Linked DNA regions of Sus scrofa: all the other regions are linked to region 1. A link is a contact called in public HiChIP or PLAC-seq data. All regions are on one chromosome and are shown on one strand. The core of a region is the stretch at or near the end of the contact, and the rest is flanking DNA. Distances in the headings are between cores, read along the strand shown.

Evidence for each region. HiChIP or PLAC-seq counts read pairs in DNA pulled down with a chosen protein or histone mark.
Region 2: a contact with region 1 is called in an H3K27ac HiChIP or PLAC-seq map of skeletal muscle. The contact joins two enhancer-like sites. A contact is called at or near these places in 2 of 47 Hi-C or Micro-C datasets (embryonic fibroblasts and epiblast stem cells) and 2 of 2 datasets of contacts at active chromatin or transcription factors (alveolar macrophages and skeletal muscle).
Region 3: a contact with region 1 is called in an H3K27ac HiChIP or PLAC-seq map of skeletal muscle. The contact joins two enhancer-like sites. A contact is called at or near these places in 2 of 47 Hi-C or Micro-C datasets (both in skeletal muscle) and 1 of 2 datasets of contacts at active chromatin or transcription factors (skeletal muscle).

The regions. Positions count from the first base shown.
Region 1 is chr4:15,778,436-15,782,484 of Sscrofa11.1, forward strand. No RefSeq gene overlaps it. Among named protein-coding and RNA genes, the nearest start is that of KLHL38, 13 kb to the right of the region's middle. Within about 2 kb of position 2,001, at least 4 of the 83 cell types and tissues checked have an H3K27ac peak or open chromatin away from gene starts, as enhancers often do. A contact at or near this core is called in skeletal muscle, where this site is marked.
Region 2 is chr4:15,969,124-15,973,172 of Sscrofa11.1, forward strand. No RefSeq gene overlaps it. Among named protein-coding and RNA genes, the nearest start is that of WDYHV1, 28 kb to the right of the region's middle. Within about 2 kb of position 1,703, at least 1 of the 83 cell types and tissues checked has an H3K27ac peak or open chromatin away from gene starts, as enhancers often do. A contact at or near this core is called in skeletal muscle, where this site is marked.
Region 3 is chr4:15,911,458-15,915,506 of Sscrofa11.1, forward strand. All of the region lies in intron 4 of FBXO32 (F-box protein 32), which reads left to right. Among named protein-coding and RNA genes, the nearest start is that of FBXO32, 18 kb to the left of the region's middle. Within about 2 kb of position 2,279, at least 22 of the 83 cell types and tissues checked have an H3K27ac peak or open chromatin away from gene starts, as enhancers often do. A contact at or near this core is called in skeletal muscle, where this site is marked.

The DNA.
Region 1 (4,049 bases), core at 751-3,250:
GGGACACACAGTGCACATCTCTACAGGTTGTGTTGAAGTTCTCATAAGTGCCTATAAAATCCTAACTCCTTAAGCTGGAACTCTGAGGCATCTATCTCCTTGCTCATCCATCCCGCCAACAAATACTCATGGAGCATCTACTATGGGCTCAATGTTCTTGCTCTCATGAGGCTTTCACTCTGTTAGGGGAGACAGAATGCACATGAAATAAGAGAATAATTACACACTACGAGAATAATTTCATAGCACAAAAAGTATAATAAAAAATAAAACAGGGCGACATGACAGAGAGAGACAGATAAGGGGATGCAGGTTCCTTCAGGAGGTCAGGGAAGCTGTGTCTGATGGAGTATCTGAGCCAAGTCCTGAACACTGAGAAGCCAGTCATACAACCATCTGAGGAAAAGCGTGAGCAAAGGCCCAGCCTCAGCCCCCGGTAGGTAGGCCCACTTCAATTCCTCTGCTGCCCCACTGGGTGTCACCAGCTGCTCCACTTCTGCATTTTGGATTTATCCTATCAGAGGTGCCATCATCAAAGTTCCCGTTGTGGCTCCGTGGGTTAAGAACCCGACATAGTGTCTGTGAGGATGCAGGCTCGATCCCTGGCCTCGCTCAGAGGGTTAAGGATCCAGTGTTGCTGCAAGCTGCGGTGTGGGTCACAAATGTGGCTCCAACTCGACCCCCAGCCCAGGAACTTCCACAGACTGCAGGTGAGGCCATAAAAAGAAAAAAATGGTGCCATCTTCCAATCCAAACCCATTACTGATCCAAGAACCTCCTCCTCCAAGAAGCTTCCCTCCTCATTCTGATGGCCCTTTTCTTTGCCTGGCAATGCCCTGGGTAAACTGCACCGGGTATAGAAGGCTGAGATGCGGTTGTTACTATTCCTCCCCCGCTAGCATTCTGCCTGAATTTGCGCTCAATCACCATGCCCTTGATTTTGCTGCCTTGCCCATCACAATCTCCTCCCACGGGATCACTGGTCCTTCTGGGACTACACTGGATTTCCTGCTCCCTCGTGTCTCCTGCTCCTTGAACAGAGCCAGGCATTCATTCCCAGCCCCGACCAGAGCTGTTGAGAGGAGGATTTGACTAGGCTGTCAGCTCAGAATTCGTTAGAATGAAAGTATTAATTAGTAAGCCTTGCCTCAAAACCACACAGCTTTCATTCTATTTTGCAGCAACCTTATCTCCACTTTAACAGGTGAGGAAGCCAAGGCACAGAGAGATTAGGTAACTTGCCCCCAGTCACAGAGCTGGTAAGTGGGAGAGATTCAAACCCAGGTCTCTCTGGTATCAGATGCTGGGCCGCGCTGCGTGACCTGGTCCTGTGAAGAACAAACTTCCGCCGTCCCATCCTCAGCTTTTCAACAGAGAAACAAAAACTCATAAAAGAATGAACAGAGGTGGCCTGGCTCAGAGATCAAGCCGGTGCCAAAGCCAGGGCGGTTATTCGCCGCTGCGGATGCCAAGGCCTCTGGGCTTCTGCTTTGCCACGTCTCTTTCAGAAAGGTCAAAATTCTGGTCGGGATTCAGCCAAAGTATCAGATGCTCGCTGTGCCCTCTCCTGAATTTCAGTGCCGCCAGGTTGCTGCTGACAATAGGTGAAAGTGACTGACAAAGGGGTCAGTGGGCAGAAGGCCAGAGGGTTCATTCTGAGTATTTTCTTTCTTTTGCTCGTTGGACGGCTCGAATGGTGGCGATGGAGAAGGATGAGAGGAAGAGGCTGACACTTACGCCGTACCCTGAGCAAGGCACAGAACCTCGTGTGCAGCGGGGGCTTAATGAAGGGGTTACAGAAGTAGCACATGAAAATACAGGATACACACTCACGTTTGAATTGCAGATAATGAGAAAATAGTTCAGCATCAGTGTGTCTTGTGCCATATTGGAGACATACTTATACCGAAAACCTTAGCTTCATGAAACCTGCCTCCCAGGATTATCGAGAGGATGAAAGAACACACAGAAGGCAAAGTGCTCACAGATACCTGACCAGTAAGTGGCAGCACTGGGTCTGTTCAAAGACTGCTTCTCAGCCTTTATGTAACTGTTGGCAACAGACCCACTCTTGCCCCTCTCGCAGAAGAGAAGAACGGCCATCAAGGATTAGGGACTCCCCGTTTCATAAGCAAATTCACCTGCCTAAGGGGAACACCGCTCCCTTCAGGAAGTGAGGCTTTCGGGCTCTCTCTGTGCCCCCAAGGAAACAGGGGAAAAGGGTAGAAGCCACGGTCCAAACCAGTTAGGTCCAGAGACGTTCCTCAGGAGAAACAATCCTACAAGAGATAACAGGAGAGTCGTTGTGCAAACAGAAATGCCTTGGCCTTGTAAGAGGAGAAAATGAGATGGGGAGATAGCCGAGGAGGGGAGGCAGGAGGAGAACAGGGCCTGGGGAGACCACAGGAAGAAAATGTGCGGGAAATGTCAAGTGAGGAAGGCCTGTTCCGCCTCCATCAGAACATCTGGGCACCTTGCGTGAGGTCCGGGGAGGAGGGGAATGCCTCGCAAAGGTTCTCGGGCCACCTCAGGCACAGCTGGTCTGCAACACCTTTTCCTCTGCCTTTTCAGCAAGAATACCAACTCTGGCTCCCTCTCTGCCCTGCGATGCCCTCACATGGCAGAGACATTGTTCTAAGAAAAGTACCCCCTCCAACTGCTCCCCCCTCCCAGGTTTGGCTCTGCTCTCTACCTGTTCAAGGTGCTCCTTCTCAGACCCCAACCCTTATCTGACAAACGAACCAGGACTGGAACATTCTTTTTTTTATTTTTCTGGTTCTTTAAAAATTTGGGGTTTTGTTTTTTGTTTTCAGTCATTACTCTTTTGGCCTTAATCCTGTGAAAGGACTCTGCCATTTTATTTTTTTTTCTCTTTTAATTTTTATTTTAAAATTTTATTATAGTTGATTTACAATGTTCCATCAATTTCTGCTATACAGAAAAATGACACAGTTATACAGATATACACATTCTTTAAAAATTTTTTTCATCTATCTAGAGAAAACCATTGACTTGAAAAGATACATATATTCCAATGTTCATTGCAGCACTATTTACAATAGCCAAGACATGGAAGCAACCTAAATGTCCATCAACAGAGGAGTGGATAAAGAATTTGTGGTACAGATATGCAAATGAAGTGACTGACAAAAGATTAATCTTCAAAATTTATAAACACCTCCTACTGCTCAATACCAAAAAAACAAACAGCCCCATCGAAAAATGGGCAGAAGATCTAAACAGACAATTCTCCAAAGAAGACATGCAGATGGCCAAAAAACACATGAAAAGATGTTCAACATCACTCATTAGAGAAATGCAAATCAAAACCACTATGAGGTACCACCTTACACCAGCCAAAATGGCCATCATCAGAAAGTCTGCAAACAATAAATCCTGGAGAAGGTATGGAGAAAAGGGAACCCTATTACACTGTTGGTTGGAATGTAAACTGGTGCAACCGCTGTGGAAAACAGTATGGAGATTCCTCAGAAAACTAAAAATGGAATTCCCATTTGATCCAGCAATCCCACTCCTGGGCATCTATCTGGGGAAAACCATGACTGGAAAAGATACATGTACTCCAATGCTCATTGCAGCACTCTATACAATAGCCAAGACATGGAAACAACCTAAATGTCCATTGACAGAGGAGTGGGTCAAGAAGATGTGGTACATATACACAATAGAATATTACTCAGCCATTAAAAGGGAAGAAATAATGTCATTTGCAGCAACATGGATGGACCTAGAAATTACCATGCTAAGTGAAGTTAGTCAGACAGTGAGACACCAACATCATATGCTATCACTTACATGTGGAATCTAAAAAAAGGACACAATGAACTTCTTTGCAGAACAGATACTGAATAACTGATTCTTGGCAATCCCATTTTTTCCTCATGATAGTATTTTTTGAAAATTATGTTAAATGTAAAAGTGTAAAAAAATGTTTATTTTTGTCCTACATTAAAAATAGTACATTGAAAAAATACTAAAATACATAAAAACCTCCCAGAACAAAGCTGAAATGGCAAGTTACTCTAAGA
Region 2 (4,049 bases), core at 453-2,952, 190 kb after region 1:
TTTTTCATATTGTTTTTGTTTTTGCTTTTTAGGGCCACACCTGTGGCATATAGAAGTTCCCAAGCTACGGGTCAAATGAGAGCTGCAGCTGCCAGCCGGTACCACAGCCACAGCAGCAACACAGGATCCAAGCCTCGACTGTGACCGTAGGTCATTTTTACAGATAAATATCTGGACTGCCCTCCACAGAGTATGAAACAAACTTAAATTTTTTTCTGGCCATGCTCAGGGCATAAGGAAGTTCCTGAGTCAGGAATCAAACCCATGCCACAGCAGTGACCAAGCCACTGCAGTGACAATGCCAAAATCCTTAACCATTGCACCATAAGAGAACTCCGGATTTTTGTTTTTGTTTTGAGTTTCCAAGATGCCTGAATGTTTAATAGATGGAGATGTCATTAAGTGACAAAGCAAAGAGGACAGGAAACAAAACAATCGCTTTTTTTTTTTTTTTTTTTCGTTGATCTTTTTGTCTTTGTTGTTGCTATTTCTTGGGCCGCTCCCGCGGCATATGGAGGTTCCCAGGCTAGGGGTCGAATTGGAGCTGTAGCCACCGGCCTACGCCAGAGCCACAGCAACGTGGGATCCGAGCCGCGTCTGCACCTACACCACAGCTCATGGCAACGCCGGATCGTTAACCCACTGAGCAAGGGCAGGGACCGAACCTGCAACCTCATGGTTCCTAGTCGGATTCGTTAACCACTGCGCCACAACAGGAACTCCAACAATCGCTTTAAAGTGACATCATGGATTTATTTATTTGCTTTTCAGGGCCACCCTCGGCATATGGAGGTTCCCAGGCTAAGGGGTGAATCAGGGCTACAGCTGCCGGCCTATGCCACAGCCACAGCCATGCAGGATCTGAGCTGTGTCTGCAACCTACACCACAGCTCACGGCAACGCCAGATGCTCAGACCAGTGATTGAGGCCAGGGATTGAACCCACAACCTCATGGTTCCTGTTTCTTCCGTGCCACAATGGGAACTCCTAAAGTGACATTTTTTAAAAGGACACGCTAAATATTTTTCTTGTTTTACCCTAAGGTAATCATATAAAACAATTCCTGGCTTTTCCCTCAATACTTGATAAAGAGTCCAAGTATATGCTTTATCCTGGTTTAATTCCTGTAAGGATTGATATTGTTCAGAATGAACCAAAGTAATTATTTCCTGTATTGAGGAAATTATATAATCAAGTTCAGCTATACTTCTTTGTAATTTTGTTTACTTGAAAATGCCTAGTGCCCTAGATATTTAAGATGCGCATCTTGGGTTTCAAGTTTTAAAAATAAAATCCCTGTGACACATAAGTTCTCTTGACATTCAATAGCATCAGGAACAAGCAGGATGCCTCTTAACTAAAGTGTTTATCTGGAAATATAATCACTCTCCGATCACAATATACTGTGAAATGGAATGTCACAGCCTCTGGAATTTGGCATTGGAGATTCGTGTAAATAAATACAGTGAGTTAAACTGACTTACTCAAAGCCAACACTACTTCTGATCATGAATCATGTACAGCAAAAGAGGTTAAGTGCCCCCAAGATCCTCTGGTTTTATTATGCTCCCCGTAACCCAGAAGCAGCTGGTCTTCAGGATGGTAGAATAAATGGCCTATTGAAGGCTGAGGCATAGTACCAGCTGGGAGACACCACCTGGTAGCACTGAGGTCCTGTCCTAAAGGATGTAGTAAGTCACAGCAGTGCTGCCAGAATTCAGGGATCCAGGCACCACAGGATAGAAGTGAAGCATCTCTGGCTGCTACACCCAATGACCCCATCTCCAAATGTTTGCTTCCCTTCTCTATGACTTTCAATCAAATCCTTTTCAGCTTCAAGTAGCGAGAGTAACTTCTGTTATCTGCACCCAAAGTCTGACTGGTGTGCTTACCGAATCAGCATCTCTTAGGAAGGAGTCTGAACTTCTGCTTTAAAAAACAACAACAACAACAACAACAAAAACTCTTTTTTTTTTCTTCTTTCTTTTTATGGATGCACTTGCAGCATATGGAAGTTCCTGGGCCAAGGGCTGAATGGAAGTTGCAGCTGAGGCCACAGCCACAGCAACACTGGATCATACGCACATCTGCAACCTACGCTGCAGTTTGCATCAATGCCATATCCTTAACCCAGTGAGCAAGGCCAAGGATGGAACCTGCATCCCCAGAGAGACATCAGGTCCTTAAACTATTGAGCCACAATGGACTCCTCTCCAACTCTTTTTAAGCTCAAAAACTTTGAAATTAACTGCAGTTCTTTGCAGCAACTATAAGACTGAGTATATAGCTTTGAAAGATACTTCACCCAAGCCATGGGGAAACTGGATGCCCCATTCCTGCCTCACAATAGAAAACATCTCTCTAGTGACCAGAATTTGCTTACAGAATTGAGGTGAGGGAGTGTGCACTGGGAATTGAGTAAGGTGGATGGGAGCCTGGTCCTAGATTATCTGGATTCAAATCCTGCCCCTGCCACTCACTATTATGTGGCTTTGGATACGTAACTAATTCACCATGCCTTGGTTTCCCCAAGTATAACATGAGCAGAATAATAGTTTCCAGCTTCTGTTGTTTTATGGATTAAATGGGTTAATACACATTAGGCACAGAGTAAATGTGAGCTATGCAAAACACGTTACCTTTCAGAGTATGAAAAATTCTCCCTCCCTCCTTCTCTCACACACACACATGATCTTATCTGAGCCTCAAAATAACCTCAAATGAAGCAACAAAGGCTCACAGAGGTTGTGACTTCCCAAGGTCACATAGCAAGCAACTAATGAAGTAACTGGGACTCAAATCTGATTTTTCCTGTATTCTGACCAGTAAACCTAGGGACTAGGTTTCCTCCACACCTGGCCCTCAGGAGGTAACACACAGTTCTGTACCTTGTGGGTCTTGAGTGGAAAGTGACTCTTCCAGGGAGCTCCTGTTGCGGCTCAGTGCTTAACGAACTAGGAACCATGAGGTTGCAAGTTCGATCCCTGGCCTTGCTCAGTGGGTTAAGGATCCGGCGTTGCCGTGAGCTGTGGTGTAGGTCGCTGACATGGCTCGGATCCCACGTTGCTATAGCTGTGGTGTAGGCTGGTGGCTACGTCTCCGATTCAACCCCTAGCCTGGGAACCTCCATATGCCACAGGTGCGGCCCTCAAAAGACAAAAGACAAAAGACAAAAAAAAAAAAAAAAAAAAAAAGAGAGAGACTCATTCATCACCCTGATTCTAGAAACAGTGTGACTGTATTAACATGTTGCCCCTCAATTTCCTTCCAATGTTGTTCCCAGAAGTTGCTCTAAAATCCCAAGTTCCCATGGAAACCTCAGGAAAGACTGCCTATTGATGGTAAGTGAAATTCTGCTATGACTGTTCCCTAGATAACAAATGGATGTTATTAAAAGCCTGGCCCCAGTGGACACCTGCTACAGCTCATGGCCAAAGCCACATTCTCCTGGGACTGAGAGGGTGAAAGAGACGATTCATTCTCTGCTGCTCAGCTGTGTGGTCAGCTTGGAGGAAAGAAGGAAAATGTAATGTGAGCCCAAAATATCACAATGAGACACACAGGACAAGGTGCTTTCAAGACATGTTTACAACAGGAGACCAGAGAGATGAACCCACCAAGAGTATGAAAGTAACAAGGAGGTACCACCTCACACTGGTCAGAACGGCCATCATTAAGAAGTCTACAGATGATGGAGTTTCCCATGTGAGAAAATATGGGGAAAAAAGGGTCAAATCAGGGCAAATGAAACGTGAGGTCCCTATGGAAGGAGTGAGTTCATCTGGCTCAGGGGCAGAACCCTCACGGTAGAGGCAGGACGGGGAAAGGCCAGGAATCAGAGGCAGCCTGGACGTCCAGACCATGCAGCACCCTGAGGGCCAGAGTAAGAAAAATGGACTTTACCTTAAGTACCTGTCGAAGCCAGTGCAAAATGATGGTGGTGGTGGTGACTTTAAAGCAGGGAAGTGAGATGATCTGGCTAATGTTTTTAAAAGATCACTCTGGCTACTGTGTGGAGAAAACACTGACAGGTGAGAAGGGGACAAGGA
Region 3 (4,049 bases), core at 1,029-3,528, 130 kb after region 1:
GCCCCCGCGGTAATGACCGCCTGGGATTCAGGAGGAGCCGAGCGCCCGCTGCTTTCCCTCCCCTGCCTTCTCCTCAAACCCAGCCGCAAATTACTGGCACCTGGGCTAAAATTTGCCCAGCGGAAAACAAACAGCCTCTTTCAAACAAGACATTTTCCCCTGCTTTTTCTCTTGTGGCTGGGGGGCAGAGAATCCAAGTGGCTAAGTCATCTTGATAAATAAATGGCCAGATACAGCCCCACTCCCCCAGGCACATGGCTCTCCTGACACAGAAATAAGGCTAATACATTCTGTCCTCCTTGGCCCTAGTGCCATACAGTACTGGTTCTGGGTCTGGAGAGTCACTGCTGATGTGGAAAGTAGATCTAAATGATTTACACAAAGCAACTGTCTCATCCTCAACGTGTTATTAACCCTTTCTGGGTATTATGTCTCCCTTAATGTGAAAAGCTGATTACCTGTCACAATGTAACACCGATAGAAGATTTCCAGACTGTTTCCCAGAACGCAACAATACATGATATTGCTTGTATTTTTAGAGTTTGGTCCTAGATGCAAATTTGATCAGCCTTGATAAACTAAAGTCCTTAAGCTATCAAAACACACGTTCTCTATTCGACACATCTGGGCCCAAGTCCTGGCTCTAGCACTCGCTGCTGCTGGTGTGCCTCTAGGGGAGCTGCTTAGCTGTTCTGAGCTGCGGAATCATCCTCTTTTGTTTAATGGAGAACCCACTTCATTGAGTTGCTGCTGAAGATTAAACGAGATCACACATGTGAAGTGCTTAACACAGTCACTGGCATGTGATAAACACACATTCTTGTTAGGGAAATAAGACTTCACGGCAGATGCAAATATGTTAAGTCATAGAATGTATCAGCATTAACTTTCATCAAGAGGGGGGCTCTTAACTGTATCAGAAACATAATAAAAATGACAGAAAGGAATATGAAAATTTGAAAGCATCTAAGCTTTTGGTTGACAACACATAAAATTGAAATACAGGGATTCTAAAGGTCTTTAAGCCATCTACGGATTCACTGTGCCTTCTCTGGTAGTAATTTTACCTAGTAATACTCTCTGTACTATAATAAAAATGAATAATTATTGAGTATATTCTTGGTGTCAGGCACTTGTTATAGGTGCTTTATGAACACATTTAATCTTCACAGCACTCTGTCCAGTAGGTACTATTAAGTATATTTTACAGATGGGGAAACTGAGGCCATTTGGCTCTGAAGCCCTCACCCCTCAACTCTGTATATGCTGTATCAGAAGTTGACAAACTTTGACCCAGTGGCCAAATCTGGCCCCCTGCCTGTTATTGTAAATAAAGTTTTATTGGGACACAGCCACACCTATTCATTTACATATTGTCCAAGGCTGATTTTGCACTATAGCTGCTGAGTCAAAGCAGCTGCAGCAGAGCCTCTCTGGCTCACAAAGGCTAAAAGATTGCCTCTCTGGCCCTTGACAGAAGAAAAAAGTCACAGAAAAGTTAACCCTTGATAGCAACTTTAAACTTTACTAAAAGATTGGTGCGTGGAAGGAGAAGACATAATACCTTATGATAATAAGCCTTGTATTTGGTACTTGCAGTGGGTTTTTACATATCTATTTCATTTAATTCTCATAATAACCCTGTGAAGCAGGTAGTCTTTTTTTGAAAAAATTTCCAATTTATAAATGAAGACATTTGGGTTCTAGGAGGTTAAATAACTTAGATGATAGACTAGACGGTAAACTCCGTTGAGTCTAGGGATCGTGTGTCTTTATCCGTGTCACCTACCACGATGAGGACAGACTGGGCACGCAGAAAGTACTTGCTCAGTGAATGACACTGTTAAGGTCACCCAGCTGGAGCATCTGGGTCTCCTATTCCAAGGTTCGCTCTCCTGACCCCAAGGCCACCTGGCAGTGAAAAGGACTTTCTCTTGTCACAAGATTAAACTGAGGGTAGCTGACGTGTCATTCTGCTGCCAAGTGACTGATCTTTGCAGCTGTATCTTTCTCATCCTTAGTCAAGGATCATCTCAGTCAGACCAAAGGGCTTTTTTGTTTCCCCTCAACTGCGTATCCAATTTTCTTATCCTTGTGATTGGTGCATTTTTAGACAGGATTGAAACTGAGGCCATCGGGAGATGGCAGTCACATGGCATCAGGGTTTTGGATGGATTTCAGGCAAAGCTCTGCCCGCCCTCCTCCCAGCGCCCGGACCCACCTCCCACCCCCTGATGAGTCATGGTGCACACCGGACTGCCCTTCCCGGAACCGACTCAAGACTTTTGTTTTCTTTCATCCCGCTTTGTGCTGGTCATGTGAGGCTCAGGGTATTAACAGACCATTGGCTGGGCCTTCTGAATCTTGTTGTTGGTCCGGGAGATAAATGAAAGGTTTAGCCAGTCCCTTTGTGCCATTTTTCACTCCTCTCTTGACTGTCATGTGCTGGTTGGTGTGAGAGCAGAACCTGACAGGGAGTGTGGTCCCCACCCGTGGAGGTGGCCTCTGCTGATGTTCTGACTTCTTGCCTCTCTCCCTGGGCCTTGCTCAGCTCCTGACATCCAACTGGATCACCAGCACTGATCTTAATCTACCAGCCTCAGCCCTTCTTTGCCGCCTCCCCGCAGGCAGATGACAGCTCTCCGTGCATGATGTGTGAGGGATGCATCAGCCAGGCAGGAAAAGATTTGGGGTCCTTTTTTTTTTAACTTGGAGTAAAACTATGTTCAGGAAATTAAAAGTCTGTATGTGGTTTGACAGTCTCCTAAGAGGCTCCATGGGGACAAAATTTTTCAACAAATGCCTTGGAAGCAGAGCTTCTTTGAATTGCCTGGGGCCTTGATCCAAGAGTTTCAATTCTTCTCTGCAGCCCAGTTTTTAAAATGTCACTTTGCTGGTTCCCTCAGCCTTGATCCTAGCACCCAGCACAGTGTCACCCTTGGTGTTTACTGACCTGAAGTGAAGTTGGGCGGGGCCTGGCCGGTAGACGAAACTCCCCCGGGAAGTTTCCTAGGAGCAGAGATTCAAGCTTTAACCTCAGGGAGCTCTCGGTTCTCTAAATCCAGTTTACTAGGTCTAAGGCAAGTTCTCCCTTGGGAGCCTGGTGGGTTCTGGTGACTGTATGTTCATTTTATATTAACCTCTTTTGTTTGATGAACTCTGGGAAAGTATGAAGTGTGTTAAGAAGGATCCTGCTGAGCCCTCTCACTCCTGGTGGTAAAGTTCAGTCTCTTGAGCCTCACGCTGCTCATCTGTTAACTGGGCTGAACTACATGATCCCCTGTTCCAGCCTAAAGTTTCATTTTTCCAACAACAGAATTCTTTGATTTTTTTTAAATCTTGCCACACCTGTAAATAATTTTGCTTTTGAAGGGAAGAAATATTAAGAGTGTACCAACTTAAATTACGATCTGTATTTTTTTTCTTTTTTTTTTTTTTTTTGTTATTTGGCCATGCCCATGGTATGCAGAAGCTCCTGGGGCAGGGACCGAAACCACAACACAGCAGCAACCTAAGCTGCTGCAGTGACAACACCAAATCCTTTAACTTAACTGCTGGGTCACCAGGGAACTCCTTTATTTCTTTTTGTTTGGTGATAACAGGAGTGGTGGAATGGGACGTATTCCTTCGATAAGCCAACTAACCTTTATCTTCTACTTAATTTATGCCAGGCACTGTGTAAGGGCTTTATGTACATTTAAAGGTCTCATCAGAGCTCCCCAGTGGTCTAGAGGTTGGGATTAAAGTCTCACCAATCTTGGAGACTCTAAGCATTACAAGTACAGAAAAAGGAGTTCCCATCGTGGCTCAGTGGTTAACAAACCTGATAGTATCTATGAGGATGTGGGTTCAGTCCCTGGCCTCGCTCAGTGGGTTAAGGATCTGGCATTGCCGTGAGGTCACAGACACTGCTCAGATCCTTTGTTGCTGTGGCTGTGGCGTAGGCTGGCAGCTACAGCTCCAATTGGACCCCCTAGCCCAAAAACCTCCATATGTCATGGGTGAAGCCCTAAAAAGACAAAAAAAAAAAAAAAAAAAAAAAAAAAAAA